Linked DNA regions of Sus scrofa: regions 2, 3 and 4 are each linked to region 1. Evidence: chromatin contacts called from public Hi-C and HiChIP or PLAC-seq data. All regions are on one chromosome and are shown on one strand. The core of a region is the stretch at or near the end of the contact, and the rest is flanking DNA. Distances in the headings are between cores, read along the strand shown.

Evidence for each region. Hi-C and Micro-C count contacts between places; a contact is called where the count stands out from the background. HiChIP or PLAC-seq counts read pairs in DNA pulled down with a chosen protein or histone mark.
Region 2: a contact with region 1 is called in an H3K27ac HiChIP or PLAC-seq map of skeletal muscle. The contact joins two enhancer-like sites. A contact is called at or near these places in 2 of 2 datasets of contacts at active chromatin or transcription factors (alveolar macrophages and skeletal muscle).
Region 3: a contact with region 1 is called in a Hi-C map of liver, with 2.9 times the contacts expected there. The contact joins two enhancer-like sites. A contact is called at or near these places in 1 of 47 Hi-C or Micro-C datasets (liver) and 1 of 2 datasets of contacts at active chromatin or transcription factors (skeletal muscle).
Region 4: a contact with region 1 is called in an H3K27ac HiChIP or PLAC-seq map of skeletal muscle. The contact joins two enhancer-like sites. A contact is called at or near these places in 1 of 47 Hi-C or Micro-C datasets (embryonic fibroblasts) and 1 of 2 datasets of contacts at active chromatin or transcription factors (skeletal muscle).

Annotation. Positions count from the first base shown.
Region 1 is chr14:56,184,157-56,188,137 of Sscrofa11.1, forward strand. LOC110256735 (a long non-coding RNA gene) reads left to right here. Exons shown (of 4, transcript XR_002338651.1): 2 at 2,819-2,919. Among named protein-coding and RNA genes, the nearest start is that of TOMM20, 73 kb to the left of the region's middle. Within about 2 kb of position 2,460, at least 37 of the 83 cell types and tissues checked have an H3K27ac peak or open chromatin away from gene starts, as enhancers often do. A contact at or near this core is called in liver and skeletal muscle, where this site is marked.
Region 2 is chr14:56,388,023-56,391,908 of Sscrofa11.1, forward strand. No RefSeq gene overlaps it. Among named protein-coding and RNA genes, the nearest start is that of IRF2BP2, 160 kb to the right of the region's middle. Within about 2 kb of position 2,574, at least 16 of the 83 cell types and tissues checked have an H3K27ac peak or open chromatin away from gene starts, as enhancers often do. A contact at or near this core is called in skeletal muscle, where this site is marked.
Region 3 is chr14:56,320,199-56,324,170 of Sscrofa11.1, forward strand. No RefSeq gene overlaps it. Among named protein-coding and RNA genes, the nearest start is that of TOMM20, 210 kb to the left of the region's middle. Within about 2 kb of position 2,638, at least 7 of the 83 cell types and tissues checked have an H3K27ac peak or open chromatin away from gene starts, as enhancers often do. A contact at or near this core is called in liver, where this site is marked.
Region 4 is chr14:56,432,010-56,435,767 of Sscrofa11.1, forward strand. No RefSeq gene overlaps it. Among named protein-coding and RNA genes, the nearest start is that of IRF2BP2, 110 kb to the right of the region's middle. Within about 2 kb of position 1,597, at least 37 of the 83 cell types and tissues checked have an H3K27ac peak or open chromatin away from gene starts, as enhancers often do. A contact at or near this core is called in skeletal muscle, where this site is marked.

The DNA of each region.
Region 1 (3,981 bases), core at 1,210-3,709:
GGTATTGCTGTGGCTGTGGTGTAGGGTGACAGCTGTAGCTCCGATTAGACTGCTAGCCTGGGAACCTCCATATGCCATGGGTGCGGCCCTAGAAAAGACAAAAAAAAAGAAAAAAAGGTCAATAGCATTGAGCAACTGGGGGAGACAAGCGGTTCCCAAATTCCTTCCCATTGGTGCCACCATCTCGCTGCTTCTGTGTGGATTGTGTGTAGTGGACAACCCCAGGCTGTTCCCCACTTGGCGTTTAGGTTTTTACTTTGGTCACTTGGTACCCACTCTGTTATTAGCATTTCAAAAAGGTTCTTATATTTCATCCGTAATGGAGCAAAGGTTTGCAGCTGTGAATAAAAGATTGACTAAAAGCAACAACAGCAAAACCACTCCTTCTTTCAGAGTCTGCCTTCTTCCAGAAAAGTCCCGCAGCTCTGAGCAGCCAGACAGTCCGTGATGGGAATCTGCAGCACCCTGTGGGTCTGCTCAGGTTCCAGAAAGGGAAGTGGGGTGAACCATCATTACTCGTGGATAAATAACATTGGCAGCAACACAACAGTAATAACATCTTGATGCTTTTTTTCTGCGGCCAGCATGCTTCAGGTGGCGTTTTATGTGTTAGGTGCTAGGTTTCTTTTCCTTTCCTTTTTCTTTTTAGGGTTGCACCTGCAGCATATGGAGGTTCCAGGGCTAGGGGTTGAGTCGGAGTGGCAGCCACTGGCCTACGCCACAGCCACAGCCATGCTGGACCTGAGCTGCGCTGTGACCTACGCTGCAGCTCACGGCAATGCTGGATCCTTAACCCACTGAGTGTGGCCAGGGATTGAACCCGAATCCCCGTTACTAGTCAGGTTCTTAACCCACTGAGCCACAACGGGAACTCCCAGATGCTGGGTTTAGACAGGGTAGAGCCCCCGCCCTCCTGTGACTCACAGCCAACTGGGAAATGCCACACTCCACGGCAGCCAACTGTGACTAGGGAGGGAGGTGACCTCAGATGAGGGGTCTCACACAGCCTCAGGGTGGGAGGGGCAGGGAAGACCCCTGGGAGCGGGGAGTGGGGTGGTGGCAGCACCTGGACCACAAGCGTTAAGTGGAGCTTGGTGCAGTGCTCAGACAGACACCGCTGAGTCCAGAACAAGTGATGGAGGCAGAGGATTCAAACTCAGGTCTTTGCTGGCTCTGCATCCAGAGGGACTGTGGAGCTGGGGTTACCTCTGGGGCACACCCGTGTTCTTTGAGGTCTCTGCTGAGGGCACTGGAACAGCACAGGGAGGTGTGATGGGCACTCCAGCGCTCCCCCAGCACCCGGTCTTCTTTCTCTCACATCTTTTCTCTTTGCCCAACTCACTGGCTTAGTTAGGGAAGGTCACTCTCAACAAATGAAAGGGGTAAAGAATCTACTTGCTTCTGTTGCATTTTCATGGAGGCTCCAAACAACAGTAACTTAAGGGATGTGTCTGAGCAGCGCGATGGAAAGATGTGGAATTATTGGAGTTCCTGTTGTGCCTCAGTGGATTAAGGACCAAATGTTGTCTCTTTAAGGATGTGGGTTCAAACAATCACCTTGCTCAGTGGGTTAGGGATCCATCATTGCTGCAAGCTGTGGCTTAGGTCACAGATGCGTCTCAGATCTGTTATGGCTGTGGCATAGGCTGGCAGCTGCAGTTCCAATGCGACCCCTGGTCCAGGAACTTCCATATGCCATAGGTGCAGCTGTAAAAAGGGAAAACAAATTTAAAAAAGATGCGGAATTATAGATTCCCATTGCGGCTCAGTGGTAATGAACACAACTAGTATCCATGAGGATGCCAGTTCAATCCGTAGCCTTGCTCAGTGGGTTAAGGATCCGGCATTGCCATGAGCTGTGGTGTAGGTCGCAGAGGTGGCTCAGATCCTGTGTTGCTGTGGCTGTGGTGTAGGCCGGCAGCTGCAGCTCTAATTTGACCCCTAGCCTGGGAACTTCCATATGCTCTAGGTGCAGCTCTAAAAGGACAAAAAAAAAAAAAAAAAAAAAAAAAAGATGTGGAATTATCTACCAGCTTTGACAAATGATCCGACTCCAGGGATTTCTGGAGAAGAACCAACCGCACAGCAGGAGATGTGTCAGCTGGACTTTGCCTGCCCAGAGTCCCTTCCTGGGCATCGGAAGGAAGGAACCAGAAGGTCCCAGGCAGAGTCAGGATCCCCACCTCAGGTTCAGGGCAGGCCGTATGTCAGTCAGCATTGCCACCATCAACACCCGCACCCCACCCCCGCAACAATCTTTCGAGGAGCCGGGGAGCTTGCTTTTCACCTTGGCTTTGCTGAGCCTTTGCTGTGAGGCCAGAGGCAAGGGGCGTTTATCCAGGGCTGTGCAGCCTGGTCCCGTCTCCCTTGAAGCTGTGAGGGCAAAGCAGCTTCGTTCACATGACCATGTGTTGAACGGTGGTTAGATCCATTGCCTCCTGTTCCAAGAGAAAGGGAAAGGGTGTGGGGGCTGGAGTCTGGGCTGGGTGCCTGCGGATGCGTAATCCTGTGTCTGGCCCTCTGTCGGTTTCTCCTGGGTTTGGAGAAGGGGACCTAGCATCTCTTGTCCAGTCTTCCCGGTCCCAGTGATAGCAGGGGTTGTGAATTATGGACGCAGCAGCAAATGTTTTTAATCTTCCATGAAACAAAACCAGCGTGTTTTCTGCACCAGGGGCTGAGGCCGAGGGAGGAAGCGAACAGCTGCTCCGATATGGCCAACTCGGGAATGACGTCAATGCGAGTCAGTCCGGGCCAAAGACTCCACTCAGGAAGCTTAAAAGTGATACTGAAAACAAATTTGCATTTTTTCCTTTCACAGGAACTCGGCGACTCTCCGTTTCACCGAGATGTTTTCACCAGCGTTTGCAACTAGTGTGTTGAATAAGCCGGGCTCGTGGTCTCAGGGGAATGCAGCTTCAGGTTTTTTTTTTTTTTTTTTTTTTTTCTGCTGCCCCTTTAAAATGGATTCAGCGAGATGAATGTTTCCTGGCCTGGGATGAAAACGCTGGCAGGCGCTGCCTTTTTTGCTCCTCTTAGGAAATAGTCTGTCCTAAGGTCGCTTTAAATGGAAAACAGTCTCAATTTGGAATTTGAATATCCAGGCCAAGATATTAGTCAAAACCCTCAAATTTGACATCCCATTCTTCACCCCAGCTCCAGCTTAGCTTGCTTAGGGCTGGAAGCCTCCGTGGGAAAGGGGGCTTCTCTGCTGGACTCCGATGGCCCCTCCCACTCCTCCCCGAGTGGGGAGCTGGGGTTCAGGGTGAGAGGAAGGCAGAGCATAGCTCTTACTTGAGTGGGTGCGGTGGGACCCTGCTGCGGTTGAAGCTGACCTTTCTCCTGAGGTGTCCCTCTTCTGGGTGGTCACTTGCAGCTTTTCCCTCCTCTTCTTGCTGCGGGGAGTCTCTGCCCCTCCAGGCAGAGATGAGAAATAGGGACGAGGTCATCCTGGCTCCCTTCCATGAGGTCCACATCTGGCTCTGACCTTCACACATCACTCTGCCTGACAAACTCCGGGATGCAGGGTGACCCCAACCCCAGCTTGCTCCTGGCCCCACCCCCCAAGCAGAATGCTGCAGGTGAATTAGTTCCCTGTGGATGCTGTTACAAATGACCACAGACGTGACAGCTTGAAAGGAAAAGAATGTACCCTTCCACACCTTGGAGGACAGGAGGCTGAAATCAGTTTACTGGGCGGAAATCCAGTGTCAGGAGGGCTGAGCTCACTCTACAGGCTCTAGAGGGATTCATCTTGTTGCCTCTCCCGCTTCTGGTGGCTGCCAGCATTTCTTGGGTTGTGGCCCCATCCCCTCTGGTGACATTTGACGTCGCCTCCTTGTGTGGTTAAACCTCCCTCTGCCTCCCTCTAGTGGGCATATGTGCAATTGCATGTAGGGCTCTGGAAATCCAGGATAACTCCCCATCTCAAGTGTCTTCGTTTAAACCCATCTCTGTTTCCAAATAAGAGACTCTTTTTCCAAA
Region 2 (3,886 bases), core at 1,324-3,823, 200 kb after region 1:
CCATACGTTTTATTATATTTTAGTTTTATTATCTTTTCATTAAAAATGTTTTCTAATTTCTACTGTGATTTCTACATTGACTTGTGATTTGTTTAGAAATGTATTGCTTTATTTTATATCACATTAATCCAGTCAAGGACTGAGCTCTTTCAAGATGATTCTGGCTTTCTACAGGCTGATCTCTTTCTGGATCATCCCTTTGTGGGGAGTCTCACCTGAAAGTCTGAGGTATTTAAACTGACTCTCCCTCCTTGCTGGACTCCGAATTCCTTTTTTTGCCACCCCAGCCCTATAAGAGGCCTCGACTTCTCAGCCGCTGCTTGGAAACTTGCAAGTGCCAAAGAGAAAAGTGGTTAAGACTCCTCTTTCTGCTCAAGCCTTTTCTCTGAGATCTTAACTCCTTAGTTTCTCACTGCCCCAGTGATTTTTTGATGGCTTCAACTAGATTGGAAAAAAAAAAAAAAAGTATCTTGCCCACGTTTCCCAGTGTTTTCGGCAGGAAGGCAGTCCATGATGAACCAGTCTGCCATTACCACCAGGGAAGATGCTTTGGAGGGAGGATTTGGGTACAGGTCCCTGCACGCCTGGACCCAGAGCTGAAGCTGCGTCCTGGCAGGTGGAGCCACTGGGGGAGGGGGCAAATGTGAAGTTCAAAAGGAATGTTAATCCATCCCTGCTGCCCGGCTCTCTCCTTTATCTTCCTTGTTATTATTGATCTTGTCCGTCGGATTCAGCATTGCTATTCATCTAACCTCGGTTTTAAAATGTGCTAAACACAAGTTTTCTAATGTCTTAATTTTTTTTGTGACTCACTTTCTGATGTTTGTTCACAGGACCTCTGGGGCCCCTGCTACCTCTTTCCCAAGTTCATCCTTTCTTGGTCTGAATCCAATATGTGAGGGAAACAGAAGCCGAATCAAATTGCCCTGTAACTCTTTGTCTCCCACAGTGGACTCAGCAGCCCCGGACTGGAATCCTCTGCGGGTGTTTACAAGGATCTCTTCTTCCTCTTCTTCTTCTTCTTTTTTTTTTTTGTCTTTTTTGTCCTTTTTTAGGGCCGAACCCATAGCATATGGAGGTTCCCAGGCTAGGGGTCAAATCAGAGCTGTAGCTGCCAGCCTACGCCACAGCCACAGCAATGCCAGATCTGAGCTGCATCTTCGACCTACACCACAGCTCACAACAACGCTGGATCCTTAACCCACTGAGCGAGGCCAAAGATCAAACCCGAAACCTCATGGTTCCTAGTCGGATTCGTTTCCACTGCGCCATGATAGAAACTCCAAGAAAGAGGTTTTCTTAAGCCTTTGCCATAGCAATTTCTTTTCTGTCAATGTAAATCTCATATATGACCATGGCTCCCTTTTTCCATTGGCTGCCAGGAAGCTCAGAGTGTAGACTAAAATTTACTGTTCAATGCTAGCAACTATGTCATTGCATTGAGACTAAACGTGACTTTTCCCTCTTACTTCTTTCTTCCCTTGCTCTGGATTTTCTTTATTTCTATATATTTATCATGCTATTGTTTCTCTCTGTGCATCTTTATATGAACCTTGAGTTACTTCAATTCTGTCAAACTTGGAACTTTTGGGGGGGTTAAAGTTTCTCAATATGGATACATTTGAAAGACAGTGGGCTGGATCCTGGAGAAATAAAACTGTGGTCAGTACTGCAATTTCTAGAATTTATTGTGAAACTGAATTTTTGTGACCCTTTGCTATAAGTATTTTACAAGTTTTCATAACTATATATGTATCGCTTTATGGGAAAGCTATTTTCCAAAATTGTTACAAAGGTCATTCTTTGATTAACCAGGAGTAAAGGTAGATGGACGAACCTGGCTGCACTGTCCATTTTGCATGAAAATTTGAAGATCAGTTTTTCCAGTTCATGGACAAATGAACCTAAACATCAAAAACAGAAACTCTAATGTTATTACTCATTTTTTGCAATAGACCAATATATACGTTCCATGTGTTTTCCCTCCCCCTCCCCCCCAAATACATGAACATAACTGAAATGTAATTCATGCAATTATAGGTACTAATCCATGACATCCGTTTGGTACTGAAATATATATTGTATTTTTAATTTTTCTGTTGGGTCTGAAAAAGACTCTCTGCTCTTCTTTTCTAGCTGTTACTCTTGTAGCATTTAGGATTATTATGAAGAATAACATTGTCACAGAGGAGTCGGGGTGGTGACATGTCCTCTCTGGGACTCAGTCTGGGAGGCCTGCTGCTGGGCAGCACTAGGGGCTGAAAAAGGAGCTGCTCATCTGAGTGCTAGTGCCTTTTCTTCTTTTTTTTGGCCCCTGAGCGGCCTCGGTGACACCGCCAGCTTTTTAACCCCGTGAGCCATCAGGGAGCTCCAATTTCTGGCGTCTAGGTGCTCTGTCCTTGTAATGTCCTACATCCTGCTTTCTCAAGGATAAGGCAGGTCTCTGCCCACATTTCCTCAGGCTGGAGCTTTTCAATTTCATCTGCACCGGCCTTTGTTATTGAGGTTAGTCTGCTCATGAGTCCCCCCGGGGCCTGGCCAGGACAGGCTCTGTGCAAGCTGCTTTCTATGCGGTCATCTCCCGGCCAAGGAGCTCCAGGCAGCTGCCCCAGCCCCCACCTCAGCCCAGCCCCTTCTTACTGTGTGGTCCCAAAGCAGGTCACCTCACCTGTCGGTACCTCTGTCAGTAAAACCCAGATAATAATACCTCCCAAATAAAGAAAGGGTTTTCTTTAAGCCCTTTGCGCTCCTTCAATGAGCGCACCCCGGAAGTGTCCAGCGTGGCCTTGGGATGGGGCGCTGCGGGGCCCTGTGATTAGGAAACATGAGCCACTGCTCATTCGGCTTTGTCTGGAATGAATGGGAGCTGCCACAAAGCGCTGGGAACTCTCGGTGACACCGAAACCCCGCCGTAAGCTGGGATTGCCTTACAGTCTCACACAGCACACCAGAAAAGAGCAGCGGGGTTGCCTAACCCAGTCCTAATGAACAACTCTCCTTTGAGTTCTTTGGCCGGGTACAAGGCGTGTAAGTAAGACGTGACCCAGTTACAGGTGGAAGGAGCTGAACCCACACAACCAGCCCCCTGAGCTGGGGGAAGGGCATCGTTCTTTGCAAAAGGCGGCTGCTCCCAGCAGTCAGGCTGGACCAGGCAGGGCTGGGCCTTTCTCTGTGCAGAGGCGGGAGAAGCCCATAGCTCCCATACATGGAATTCCTACCAGGTGTCAAGGACTATGCTGGGGGTGACTTTATGCTAAACCCTCCAGACGGCTGTATTCCACACTCTTAATAGTCTAAAGACAAAACAAACCAAAAACCACCACTAAACTTTATACATGCTTCCTCATGATGACAGCCTACCCATTTGGGCCCACAAACCTAAGCCTGAAATTTTGGCCTGAGGCCTACTCACTGATCCTGAGGCTTTAAGACCACACAGCTTGGGGCTGCAAGCTGCAAAGGGGAGGCCTACTTTTCTCATTCTGATCCAGACCTCCAGAAACGGCCAGCAGCTAGACGCACTTTCCCTCCACATGTGGCCTTGGTTCTGGGTGAAAGTCAAGCCCAACTTTCACCCAGAACTCTCTGATCCCATTTTTTTTTTTTAATTTTTAGGGCCACATCCACAGGATATGGAAATCCCAGGCTAGAGGTCAAATCAGAGCTGCAGCTGCTGGCCTAGACCACAGCCACAGCAACTCAGGATACGAGCTGTACCTGCAACTTACACCACAACTCACGGCAATGCCAGATCCTTAACCCACTGAGCGAGGGCAGGGATTGAACCCACATCCTCATGGATACTAGTTGGGTTTGTTACCACTGAGGCACAGTGGGAACCCCTGATCCCGCTTTGACTTGTGAAACCCAATCCCAGTGAGTTCAC
Region 3 (3,972 bases), core at 1,388-3,887, 140 kb after region 1:
CCTCTTGATGTCCTCGTGGGCCTGTCACCAGGAAGAGCCCAGTGAGTGGTGGCAGCTAGATGAAGGATGCATCAAATTACAGAGCCCCTTGAGAAGACGGACCTGCAAACCCAGCCGGTCCCGGGAAGAGTAGTCGATCAGAGCAGACAGGGGTCTTAAAGACTACAGCCTCCAACTCCCTTATCTGAAAGGCGAGGAAAGGGGGCATCTGGAGGAGGCGGAGGCCAACTGTGCCTCCTTCATGCCCAGTGTCTGACTTACTCACATCTCCGTTAATCTGCAAAGACCTCTGAGATGGGGAACGTTAGCTGTGGTGAGCTCTGTCGCCCAGACTAGCAAGTGGGGAGGCAGGATTTGAACTCAGGCACAGCCTGACAGCCGTGCTCTTTGTACCATGTGGCTGGGCCTTCCCCTGAAGCCCTCTGTCTGGAAGAGGTCAGGCCAAGCTGAAGGTACCCTGACCACCCCACCACCACCCCGTCTAGGATTCTTTTTAGGTCAACTCTCACTGTAAATATTTTCTCTTTCATTTTGCAACCCTCAGCAGTTACATACCAGGGCTGCAGAGCAAAGATAAGCTTGGAAGTGAGGAACCTCCCGCCTTGCCCACGTGAACCCTGGCAGTTTCTGAAAGACTCTCAGGCTGTCAAGTGCCATTACCCCCAGAGGTGAAAACTCAGGCTACTCTGGGGAGATGGCCAGGCTTCCTTGTTCAGCGATCTCAGAAAAACCAGGTTGGCCCCAATCCTGAGAGCCCACACCACCCCAGCAGAGGCCCCCTGGCTGGGGCGGGGTTGCATGGATAGGACAGCAGAGCCAGATTTAGCCACACTTCCCTCCAGAGACAGAGTCAGGCAGGGTGGGATCCAGCTCTGGGGTGGGAGGAGTGGTGGGGACAAGGCAGGTGGATGTGCCACTGAGCGGATGACCTCAAGTCTCCCTCTTGTGTGATCACCTCTGATCTGCTTTCTCTGGAGATGCTGGAAAATCCAGAGGAGGGGGAGCAATGGGAGCTATATTTCCAAGAAGACCAAGGGGTCCCCCAAAGGGAAACAACTGTATCTCATGTGATAGAGCCTGGGTCCACCAGGACAAGCAATTGTACAAGCAGTGACAGGTGCAGGGGACTGTCCTTGAGGCAAGGGTCAGCACACTCAGTGTGGGCCCTCCCCCTTGGTCTGCATTCAGGGCCAAGTATTTGTGGAGTCTTTTGCCCTTTATTTCTTGGCCTAGCTTGAGGAAGAGGCCAACATAGGTGGGTCTCTTCACCCACACCAGGCTGATGTTTGGAGCTCTAATCTGAATCCGGTTCCTGAGATCCCCCCAGACCCTCTTCCTTCAGGATCGCTGCTGGGTGCCACCCGCCCCCCCCCCCCCCCCCGTCCCAGAAATGACACTCCTGTCCATTTCTATCTGTGACATCCTGCTCGCCAGTCTCGGCTCAGCTGAAAGTGCCTCTCTTGCCACATGCTCCCTTATTTTCATTTTTAACCTTTCTAAATGATGAACATTTCAAAACTCCCCAGAGCAGAGTGCGATTACCTTTCTCTCTCTGATTTTTTAATATTTTATTTTATTTTATTTTTTTGTCTTTTTAGGGCTTCACACGTGGCATATGGAGGTTCCCAGGCTAGGGGCCTACACCACAGCCTGAGCAACACCAGATCCGAGCCGCATCTATGACCTACACCACAGCTCATGGCAATGCCGGATCCTTAACCCACCGAGCGAGGCCAGGGATTGAACCTGTGTCCTCATAGAAGCTGGTCAGATTCATTTCCACTGAACCATGACCAGAACTCCCCTCACTCTGATTTTTTTAAAAGCCTCGTGTCATTTCCCTCTACATGCTGGATTGGACACCTCTAAAAAAGATGGGCCTTTCAGATGTAATGATATCACCGTTATAGACCTAAGAATTACCAATAACTCCTTGCTCTCACTCAACACCCAATTCAGATGGAAATTTCTCCAATTGTCCCAACTTTTTCTAAGTGTAGATTCTTTTGAGTCAAGTCTACTCTTTGAGTTGGTGGAGTTTTTGAAGGAATGGAGCCAGTTGTTCAGCAGAGCTTCCTGGGCATGGCTTCTGCCTCCTCTCGTCCACTCACGCTCCCCTTACAGCTCTTAGTATGGGTGACCCCACCTGTGCCCACAGCTGAACCAGGCTCTTTGCCCCGTTTCCATCATGAGCTTTCTGAGGGCAGGTATGACATGTCTTCTCATCTTGGTGTTCCTTGTGGTGGGTCCCATCGTAGCACAGTGTGTATTTTAAGTGGCCTATTGACTCTCAAAAACATCACTGTATTGGAGGAATCAGGGACTGAATTTTTTTTTTTCTTTACCACTTAAAACTTGGAGTCTTGAGATTTTGAAACCTCCCCCGCCCCCATGACTGGGAGTGATGGGTTGGATCCACAGGTATTTGTAGGCAGAGCAGAGGGTTGACCAGATGACCTTTGGGACCCAGGATGACTATAATTCTGGCTGCTGCCACATATTGACTTTGGCCTCTAACTTTGTTCTGGGATTTATCAATATTCTCGTGGTTAAATTCCACAGGCTGGCATCATCTGAGGAGGCAAACTAGGACATGCTTTCTTGCCACCACTTTTTACAGCCTGACCAGGGGCAGAAAGGTTGCCCTCTCTCCCTGTGTTGCTGTGTCATTTAGTGGGGTTAGTTGGAGCCAGGGGCCTGGTGTGTCAGGGTGGTGGCACCTCCTGCCCCTTGCTCTGCTTTCTGACCCAACTTTCTGATCTCACAACCTCTGACTTGTTTATTTCCAGAGGTGTAATCTCTATGTCATCTTGCAAGCAAATGAGAAAATATGGCTTGGAGTATGGACTTTAGCTTTATGATTCATTTGTTCAACCAGATCTTTTTGAGAATCACTATGGGCCAGGTTCTGCCTGCCTAGGTTCTGGGGATCCAGTGGTGGTCAAGACCCCCTTTGCTGGCAAGGAGTTCACCGTTGAATGAAAGAGAGAGACCACCAGTGTCATGGTGGGAGGGAGCCCAGGCGCATGGCAGACAGAGAAAGACACCCATCTCAGACTTCTGGGGGTATGGCAGGGCTTCCTGGAGGAGGTGACTTCCAAGCTAAGTCTTGAAAGACACAGAGGGATTTCCTGGAAGAAGGGGAAGGGGAAGAGGGAAGAACATTGCAGGTATATTCCAAGGAGAGTGAATAGCCTGTGGAACAGGACATGCATGTACTGTGTATTTTCAGAGACGCTTGTAATTCACATTTCTCAAATAACTTTTTCAAAAAGGCTTCAGGGCCCCTCATTGTTCCATTCATGTCCCATTCCAGTGACATGCCACCCAGCTCAAAGGTAACTACTTTTCTGACATCTAACACACAGATTCGTTTTGTTTCGTTTTGAAGTTAAATCAATGAAAATTTTACAGTAAAAAAAAAAAAGGGCTTCAGGGAGAGTAAATGATTTGTCTGGGTGGGGAGAGGAGTTAAGTGATTTGTTGGTGGTGGGGAGAGGGGTTAGAATTATGGTCACAGATTCTCGGAGCAGCAGTTCAGCATCCTGACTTTATTCCATGCCATGTCACACCCACCCCTCTATTAAGTTAGTAAAAAATTTCTCATTTGTGCCAGCTGTGGAAGGTTTGGGCCTGGGGGTTCAGGGAGTACACAGCTGCTGTCTTTGGAGAAGAAACGTTGGGCCAGGTCTACGTGTGGGCAGAACCATTAAGGGCCCCTTCAAAGCATCCCTGTGGGTTCCTGGAGACGGGAACCCCTGTCTCAGAGGATGGAAAAGTTTCTCTTCCTGAAGTGGACACAGACTGTTTTATGTTGGCTTACAAGCTAGAAACTACTGACTCCATGTCAGACTACTGACCAAATAAAATTATTTCATGGTTTACATATTATATGAAAACCACGGTTTATGATATATACATGAAATGTGATTACATAGGCTTAAGCCCACCACAATCTTGAGGAAGGCCAAG
Region 4 (3,758 bases), core at 347-2,846, 250 kb after region 1:
GCCAGGGATCAGATCCGAGCCACAGCTGCCACCTTAGCCACAGGTACAGTGACACTGGACCCTTAACCCACTGTGCCAAGCCAGGGATCAAACTGCCTCCCAGCACTCCCAAGACACCACCAATCTCATTGTGCCACAATGGGAACTCCTGGGACTGTGTTTTATATTCCCCTCTCTCAGTTCATGTCCAAATGCTTAAGGGGAGGAAAAAAATGATCTCTGGAACTCCATACCCATCCTATAGGTGAGGAGAAGTAAGTTGCTAATGAGAGAAAGGGCCAGGGCTCAGTTCCAGGAAAGCTGCTGAAAACACCTGCTCTAACCACTGGCCCACACTGCCTCCCAAAGGGTAGGAAGCACCATTCTCTAGTTAACCTGTAAAGTAAAATGTGGGCCTGGGAAAGGTGAAGGCATGTTTCCGTTCCATGCAACAGGGTGCATGCAATCTACATACCATCTACAGGTCATACAATACACAATAGTTGATACAATATACAACAGGCAAAATGTGCCTGGCCCCTTTCCTTGGTCACTTGACTGGTTCAGGCCACGGCCGACAGACTGATTGCCAGTGTACTTTGTCAGATTCCCTCTACCCACCCACCCCCCGGCTCCACCATTCATTTTCCAGAACCCTCTGTTCTGTATTTGCAGTTTCAGTTCTGTATTTGTGGACACAATCTATGAAACAATTCAAAGGGGGAAAGAAATACTTTGGTGAAAGGTAGAAAAATTAACCAAAAAATGGGTTAGGCTGAAAATTCCTCTAAGGCTTGAGGATGAACATTCAAACCTAAGACGAGAAAGTCAAGGTGAGTTTGTCCATTGGGCTAAGAAGGAACAGTGTGGGAAAGTCACACGCTTGTGAGAACCAAGTCAGGCAGGCGGATAACATTCAAGGGCTGGAAAGGATGAAATAAGATATTCTGAGCACATGAGCAATGGCAGCTGGGAGAGCACTGGCCCTTTTCACTCCAGATTTTATAAACTTCAGGTAAAAGAGAGGCAGCAGTGAGAGGCGCATCCTCAGTGTGGTCCCCCCAGGCAAATCTGAGTGGCAGAGATTTTAAGTTGGGTCCATTTTACTTTAGAACTGCCCCGTGTGTGTGCCCGGGTGGCTGGGCTTGGCTTTCTCCGCCTTTGTCTTTGCCGTCTCTCCCTGTTTCCCCACAAAACCAAAGCTACTTGTTCTCCCAGCTTCACAAAGAGGAAAAAAAAAAAAAACGACTCCAAGAGGAAATCACTTCACAGCAAGTGAGCCCTGGGAAGAATTCAAGAGTGAGGAGCCCTTGTAATGAGATTAAGGGAAAAATGCTCTTGTGCCTCCAACTCAGACCCGTCCTCCGTGCGCAGAAGCAGCCAAAACAAATACCGGCATTGTTTTGGGAAGGAAAAGGTTAACAAGCTAGGAAAACAAAATCAGAGATATTTTTCAAAGCGTGACCCTGGGCAGGATGAGCAGAGAGCAGCCTGCCGTTGCAGCAGCATCTCCCCTCCTGGCTGATGTTTATCCTGCAGCTTGTGGGGGGCGGGGAGCAGCTGTGACATTCAGAGAGACCACAGGTTGCTGTCTTCTGCATGGCAGTCGGGCTGCACTCATCGGGCAGAGGCATGAAAGCCTGGGTCCAGAGGAAAAGACGCACAGCTCCTTGGCCCCTTCTTAGAAATGAGCTTAGAAAAAATTCTTTGTGGATCATGCAAAGCTTGGAACACATGCTTTCATCTACCCCTGGCCAAAGCACTAGACTGCAAATGGAAATTTGGAGGCTGTGTCCAGGCTTGGGTTTCAGGCTGGCCTTGAGGACGTGCTTCAGTTTCCTGATTCAGTCAATTAATATTTATCCGGCGCCCACTGTGTGCTGGGGCTGAGGGTCTCCTGCTGCGGATATAAAGTTGATAGACCCCCATCTTTGTCTTTAAGGGACGTACAGTCTGGTAGAGAGAACAGATGTGCGAACAGATTGTTATCCTTGTAATATGTGAAGCATATATAGCTAATATTTAATATTGATGTTTCCCAAATACAGCTGTAATGGGGATGATGCCCGTGGACATTTGACACTCAAACCGTGTTGTGTGTGAGTGTGAGTTGCGTGTGTGTGTGTGTGTGTGTGTGTGTGTGTGGCCAGATGTCCATCACCCTCTGTAGGCAGTGCCCCTGGTTCTTTAGGAGCCTGCAAGCCCACTTCCCTGCTCTCAGCAGGCTTCTGATGATGGGAGCTGCCCTCTGGAAGTCCCGTGGAGCTTCTGGGATGAAGTGTGAAGGGCTAAGATGAGGAAATAGAGGGGCTTCCTTGCCACTCTTCATCCAACAGAGATCGCCAGTGTTCAAGAGGGCCCAGACGCTCTTTGTTCAATCATGCACGCTGCTGGTGATCATGATGGGAGGTTCTGTAGACAGAATCCACAGCCCAAGACAGAGAAACTGGTGAGAGGGTCGAGGTGTCTGTAAGTGGCTTCCATGACATGGTGCCTAGTTTTCTCCAACAAGACTTAACATATTCCTTGTCACATTAAAGTCTCAGCTCTAGGAGGTCCCGTCGTGGCTCAGTGGGTTAAGAACACGACATAGTGTCTGTGAGGATGTGGGTTCGATCCCTGTCCTCGATGAGCAAGTCAAGGATCCGGTGTTGCCGCAAGCTGTGGTGTAGGTCACAGATGCAGTTTGGATCCAGTGTTCTGTGGTTGTGGCATAGACCCCAGCTGCAGCTCTGATACCATGCCTAGCCTGGAAACTTTCATATGCTGCAGCCATAAAAAGAAAAAAAAAAAAAAAGTCTCAGCTCTGTCTTGCTGAGAAGGACCCATTTGGGACTGTACAGGAAATCGCTGAACTTTGCTCAGACTGGGATGGTAAGGCTTATTCTCAACATCTCCACGATTATTTCACTTTTTTTTGTTTGTTTGTTTGGGTTTTTTTTTTTTTGTTTTTTATGGCCGTACCCGCGGCATATGAAGGTCTTAGGCTAGGGGTTAAATCGGAGCTACAGCTGCTGGCCTACACCACAGCCACAGCAACACCAGATTTGAGCTGTATGTGCAACCTACACCACAGCTGAGGGCAATGCTGGATCCTTAACCCAATGAGTGAGGCCAGAGATCAAAGTGGCATCCTCATGGATACGAGTCAGATTCATTACCACTGAGCCACAACGGGAACTCCCTTCATGATTGTTTTGTACTCAAAACTTCACAGTCCTGGCTGGCAATTTCCCAAGATCTGCATTGATGAGATTCATTTCCATGCATCAGAAAGTAGAAATATCAGAAGGCACACAGAGCCACTTGGACTCTGGGAGGAAAGGCAGTGACTTATCTAAAATCAGAGTTCCAACCCTTTCCTGGCAGCCAGGTCCTTTTCCTGGGGTTTGTAGTCATCAGCCAAGAAATGTGGTAACACATGAAAGTAGATTTGGTGTCAGGGCAGATAGAGCAATTACGCTGCTCCTTCCTTCTGCAGTCAGGGGAAAATTACCAGTAACGCACCTTGGTGCCCTCTGGTTAACTGCTGGTTAAGAGTTAGTTCTCAGGAGTTTGGTGAACCTGATGTGAAATTAACCAGGAATTTTACTGCCAGATCTGTACACAAGATTTGGAGTCTCCCTTCAGATAAAGTACCTTGTTTCAAATTCATCAGATTTCTCAAACCTAAGTTTTCCTTGATTGCATTCAGCCTGTTCTTGATTATCTGAAACATGCTCCTGGGTTACTTCCCTCCGTTTCTCCTGCCCACCCAGCCCCAGAATTTCTACTGTACT